Linked DNA regions of Sus scrofa: region 2 is linked to region 1. Evidence: chromatin contacts called from public HiChIP or PLAC-seq data. All regions are on one chromosome and are shown on one strand. Each heading gives the region's core, a stretch centred on a gene start, on an enhancer-like site or on the middle of the called end of the contact. The rest is flanking DNA. Distances are from core to core; before and after follow the strand shown.

The links. HiChIP or PLAC-seq counts read pairs in DNA pulled down with a chosen protein or histone mark.
Region 2: an H3K27ac HiChIP or PLAC-seq map of alveolar macrophages shows a contact between it and region 1. The contact joins the promoter of PARP16 here to the promoter of PDCD7 in region 1. A contact is called at or near these places in 1 of 5 promoter capture datasets (liver), 1 of 47 Hi-C or Micro-C datasets (liver) and 1 of 2 datasets of contacts at active chromatin or transcription factors (alveolar macrophages).

The regions. Positions count from the first base shown.
Region 1 is chr1:163,171,094-163,174,149 of Sscrofa11.1, reverse strand. It overlaps PDCD7 (programmed cell death protein 7), which reads left to right and starts at 1,622. Exons shown (of 6, transcript XM_003480441.4): 1 at 1,622-3,056. It overlaps CLPX (ATP-dependent Clp protease ATP-binding subunit clpX-like, mitochondrial), which reads left to right. Exons shown (of 14, transcript XM_021100084.1): 14 at 1-263.
Region 2 is chr1:163,318,457-163,321,456 of Sscrofa11.1, reverse strand. PARP16 (mono [ADP-ribose] polymerase PARP16) reads left to right here and starts at 1,410. Exons shown (of 4, transcript XM_021100127.1): 1 at 1,410-2,232. The coding sequence starts at 2,059.

The sequences.
Region 1 (3,056 bases), core at 373-2,872:
TTATAACTGTTCATTATTTTTTTCTTACAGCCTCATCATTTTCCTTTTTGTAGAGTGAAAATTGGAGTAGTTACTGAATATATTAAAGACAGTCCTCCAGAAATGGACTGGGAGACATTTTAGTCACAACAACTTACATTCTGTTTTGGAAGTTGTTAAAAAGCATAAGTCATGTTTTTAAATTAAAAACAACTGAGTATAACTACAATTTGTATCTTGAAACCTGTTTTGGCATTTGAATAAAGCAAAAAGATTAAATGAAAGCCATTGTGGTGGTATGTTCATAATGCAGTGCCATTAAAAAAAAAATTACTTTTTTTTTTTTTAAATCAGTTTTTTTCATATATGTTTGTTGTGGCAGCAGCAGGGAAAGAGAAAGGGAACTTTCTTCACACTTGCACGAAGGATGTGATAGTGACCAAAGATGACAGGCAAAAATTTCTCCATGTGTTGGCATTCAAAAAAAAGTTGCCAGGTCCGTGGTCACCAGTCTGCGGTCTTCAGTCCGCAGTCTCAGGAAAGGATTCATATATCATGGGCTGCTTTATTCTAGTGACTGATTAATCCTTGACACTTTGATATGCCTCTAGAAAATTCTCCTAGTTGTAGATTCCACAGACAAAAAAGATCTGTTTATATTAATTATCCTGCATGGGTCCCACACTAGGAACACTGATCAAGCTTTCCAAGAAGCTTACTAATCTAGTACGGGAGGTAAAAACAAACATCAATGCATTATAATAATGGAAGTCAGATAGGTGCCAAGTGTGGTGGCACAGAAGGTGATAGTCTCTAAAGATCTGGAAGAACAGGTAGGAGTTTGCCAGAAAGGAATAACGAAAATTAAATCAAAATCTCAGAAATGTAAAACAACTAGGGAGTTTTAGGAGTTGAGAAATAGGCAAGTACAACTTCATGTCACTCCTCTGAGATGACCATTTAATATATTCTTTCCCCTCTCCATCCAACTGAAAATTTTGCCTTTCATTGAGAAACTGTCAAAAGATGGAACTCGTCTTCCCACCATCAAATCTGTAAATCTACCTTCTTCAGCACCCAACCTTTCTCTCCAGTTATAGCTGAAAGTTCTTTTTTATCAAAACTCAGTCATTCTACTTTATTATGAGGGGATCCCATTATCCCCTCTCGTATCTCAAGGCCTTCAGTTCTTTTATTATCTCTATTATCGGTCGTCTACTGAAACATTCCCAGCAGCATCTGAACACTGCCTAGTATTTCCTATTTCATGGAAGACCTTCCAAGCTTATTTCTTCCTTGTCTTACCAACTGTACCATAAGTCCCACTAGGGTGAAGACCATGCCTATTTTGGTAACTATAACCAGCACCTACATAGTGCTTCATGTATTTGGTGCTCCATACATTTAAAAGGAAAATTACATCTTGTATGCCAGGTTAGTTGTAATTTTATGCAGAAAGTAGGGGGAGCCATTAAAAGGGTTTTAAGCAGGAGATGGGTATCACTAGATGTGTGTTTTAGATTGTTGGGAAGGGAAAGCTCTTAGGTAAATGGAGGGAAACATAACTAGAGGTTTACTTGTGGACATTTCTTCAGCACTTGCTGTTTATCTCCTACCTCATCATTTTCTTCCCGTTTTACTGATCACTTCTCATCAGCATGCAAAACATAACCCCTTTGAGCCTACATCTTTACAATAAGTTACAAGTTCATCTTGCTGTTTCCAATTCCCTTCCAGGCTTTGATTCTGAGAAGAGAGGCTGATGGAAGGTTTCACACAGAGAAATAGCATATTCAGACTATGTTTTAAAAGACCACTCTGGTTGCAGTGTAGTGAACAGGCTATAGAAGAGCAAGGATGTAGTCAGGGACACTCAGGGCTGTTATAATAAACTGACTAGAAGATGATGAATTAGACTAAGATTATAGCAATTTAAGTGGAAGAGTGGATGGATAGGTGTTTTTGCAAACTTGATGAAAAGTGGTATTCCCTGTTCTTCAATTGGAAAACTCAATATTATAAAGATGTCTGTTATCTTTGTTAATTTATAAATTTAATATTCCAATAAAATGCCAACAGGTTTTAAAATTGAAACTAGGCAAATGGATTCTAAAGTTCATCTGGAAAAAAATGGTAAACAAGCAAAATGACAATGCAAATTCACAGGGCTTGCTCTGTGTTGCTCTGTTCATCTAATGCAACATCTCTATGAGGTAGATACTCCTATCAACTCTTCTTCAGCCCAGAATGGTTAAGTAGCTTTCCTAAGGTCATACAACTAGTAAGTAGCAGCCAGGGTTTAACCCCAGGTAGACTAATTCCAGAGCCTCTCCACTTAGCCAACACACTGAAGAATGAAGAGGACCTGCATCTTCTATTTTAAAAATATTATAAACCTTTAAATACTTAAGTGTATGCCAGTGCATGAATGAACAGACCAATGGAAAACAATGTTAAGTACAGAAATAGATCTCAAATATTCATGGATAAACATGGGAATTTAGTATTGGAAAAGGTGCTCTTTCTTTTCTTTTTTCTTTTTTTGGTTTTTAGGGCCACACCCATGGCATATGGAAGTTCCCAGGCTAGGGGCTGAATTGGAACTGCAGCTGCGGACAAATGCCACAGCAACACTAGATCTGAGCCATATGCTGCAGGTGTGGCCCTAAAATGACAAAAAATAAACATGTAACTGGCATATGAACTAGCAACTGAACTTCTGGGCATTTGTTCCTGGGAAATGGTTTGTGTTAGCACAAAAAACTGTATACACCTGTTTATAGCAGATTCATTCATGATAGCCCCCAGATGGAAACAAATCAAATATCTTTCAGCATGTGAATGATTAAAACAAAATGTAGTTTCATTTTATCCACACTTTTGCACACTTTTATTGTAATAAAAAGGAGCACTGATACAAGAACCTGGATGTATCTCTAAGGAATTACGCTGAGTGAAAACAGCAAATTCCAAAAGGTTATGTACTGTATGATTCCATTTATATAACTTTTTTTTTCTTGCCCCACCCAGGTCATGGAAGTTTCTGGGCTAGGGATCGAATCCCTGCCCCAGCAACG
Region 2 (3,000 bases), core at 161-2,660, 150 kb before region 1:
TCAGGATCCCAGATTCACGCAGTTCAGCTGGGGGACCTTGGGAATTACAGCAGCACTCTTGAGAATCACTTGCCTTGAGTGTTAGATAGCTCCCTCTGTTGCCAAAACTCAGGCCTCAGTCCACTGGAGCTGAATAGAAACATGAGAAAGGAGAAAGAAATAGCTTTATTGGGAGTTCCCGTCGTGGCGCAGTGGTTAACGAATCCGACTAGGAGCCATGAAGTTGCGGGTTTGACCCCTGCCCTTGCTCAGTGGGTTAAGGATCCGGCTATTGCCATGAGCTGTGGTGTAGGTCGCAGACGTGGCTCAGATCCCGCGTTGCCGTGGCTCTGGCAGCTACAGCTCAGATTCGACCCCTAGCCTGGGAACCTCCATATGCTGCGGGAGCGGCCCAAGAAATGGCAAAAAGACAAAAAAAAAAAAAAAAGAAAGAAATAGCTTTATTGCTTTGCTGGGCAAAGGAGGCCACAGCAGGCTAATGCCCTAAAGGCTGTGCCCTCCTTTGGGGGAGAACAGGAAGTGGGCTTATAGTTTGGGAGTAGAAGGTAGGGCCACAGGTAAGGCTCAGGGTAGATGCAAGCTTGTATTCTTCAAATCTAGTGGCCCCAGGACTGGTGATCCTCCTCTCTAATTTTCATTTGTTGGGTGTTTTTGTTTTTTCTTTGGTCTTTTAGGGCCACACTAGCGGCATGTGGACGTTCCCAGGCTTAAATCACAGCTGCAGCAAACCATGTCTGTGGCCTACATCGCAGCTCACAGCAACACCAGATCCTTAACCCACTCACTGAGTGAGGCCGGGAATCAAACCTGTGTCCTCTTGGATACTGGTCGGGTTTGTGACCATTGGGCTACTGTGGGAACACCCTTATTGGGGGTTTTAGTTCTGCAAAAGAACTCAAAGATATTGTAATGGATATTCCTTCAAGAGAAACCTGGACACTGCCCCAAGGCTGCACTAGTTGACTGTTCTTACCTGTCTCTGCATCCCCTCACTTCCCTGATTAGCTACTGTTTGAACCTGCCCTTTAGAACTCAGGGAAAGTCATGGAAGCTGAAGCTTATTTATGGAAACCAAAAAATGGGGGACACAGAAAAGTTTGTGTGGAGGAGCCCACACGGCCCTGCTCAGTTTCTCTTGTACAGCGGTTTTTCAGAGAATCGATTCAAGTCCTAGGCAGTAGGTGGTAGCAATTCCCCAGAGAAGACCAGCAGGCTCAGCCTTGAGCTGAGACAAGGGCAAGGGAAAGAATGCCTGGCTTAGCTTTTACTCCAACCTTCCCTGAGGGTGTTCCCAAGCAGGCGAGGGCACCTCCGAGGGGGCGCACACCTCGCGCCTAGGGCTCTCCTGCGGAGGGACAGCAGACAAACTGCGCGGAGGAGGTGGCGGAGGCGGGCTCGGGAGGGGGCGGGCCCTCCCTGGGCTGGGCGGAGCTCGAGGGCGCCGGTGGCGCCAGGCAGAGGGGAGGGCCAGGCAGGTAGGCCTGGGCACGTGTTGGGGCGAGGGAGTCCCACGGGCAGGCGACACGCTGCGAGCCGCCGCGCACCGCTGGCAGAACGCAGGCAGCGCCGAGGTCAGCCTGGAGAGCGCCGGGACTTAGGCGGCGACCGTCGTAGGCGGGGCAGGAGGGTCAGCGCGGCGCCGGCCTCTCAGCCTGGCCCCGCACGGGGAGGGGGCTCGCGGTCCCCGCAGGGGCTGCTCCCCGCGCCACGTCCCTTCAGAAGGCAGGTGTCAGTACGTTATCGTCTCATCCCATGTCATAGCCCCTCCCCCAGGCCTGGGATTTCCCGGCTGCCCGGCCCCATTATCCCCAGGCCCAACCCCCGCGCCGACCCGCGGTCCCTGCCGGTTCTTCTTCTCAACTGGCCGGTCCGCCGCAGGAGACTCTGGTCAGGACGTTCTCACCCGCGTCACTTCATCCCTCTGCCTGGCTCACCCCAAGTCCGTGAACCCCGGGCCGGGTCCAGCCCATTGTCCACGGGCCCAGCTCCGCGCTGACCGCAGGCTCGGCCCTAGCCCCCACCCGGCGTGTCTCTCCCGGCAACGCGCGGCGACCCGAGATGCAACCCGCAGGCTGGGCGGCGGTCAGGGAGGCGGCGGGCCGCGACGTGCTGGCCGCTGACCTCCGCTGCAGCTTCTTCGCCTCGGCCCTGCAGAGCTACAAGCGCGACTCGGTTCTGCGGCCTTTCCCTGCGTCCTACGCCCGCCACGACTGCAAGGACTTTGAGGCCCTGGTAAGTGTGCTTTTTCCCGGCGCTGACCCGGGCGTCCCAGACCACGTTGCCCTTGGAATCCGTGTTAGTGAAGGTGCCAGCCCCAGACTTTCCTTGGGGAAAGGTTTCTAGGCGTTAAGAACACTTCTAAAGCACCAGGTGGCTGCTTCCTCTTGTTAATACAAGTGACTCCCCGGGTGAAGTGAGGAAATCAGCAATTGCATAGGCTTCCCCAAAATTTCCTAGTGTGGTCAGTAATGGGGAGTTGATTTGCGTCAGCTGATTCTGCTCAACCGGAAGTTAGTTATCCCTTTGCAAGTTATGAGACACCAGAAGTCACCAACGCCACCCAGACCTCCATCTTCAGATGAGGTAATATATGCGCAGTACTTTTGTAGATTATAACATGTACAGTATACATGTGAGCTGTTATTTCCTTGATGATTCACGAAGCACTCAATTTCTTGCAGAGTTCACCTCAGGGTCAGCATTCCAGGTATCAGTTATTTTTATAATCTAAATGTTTGGAATTATCGAGAAGAATATAACTTAACCAAATTGATTGATCAAAACCTACAATTATTAAAGACATTGAAGTAGTAGTCAAAGATTTTCCCTTAGAACTCCAGGACTACCTGGTTTCATTGGTGGGTTCTATCAGTCACTGAGGGAATAAGTAATCCAGTTTTATAGAAATTCTTCCAGAGTATTGAAAATTGGCTAGTGTAATCTTGAAATTTAATGAGATAATATCCTTTCCTGTATTATCCTTAAGAAGGATAATATCCT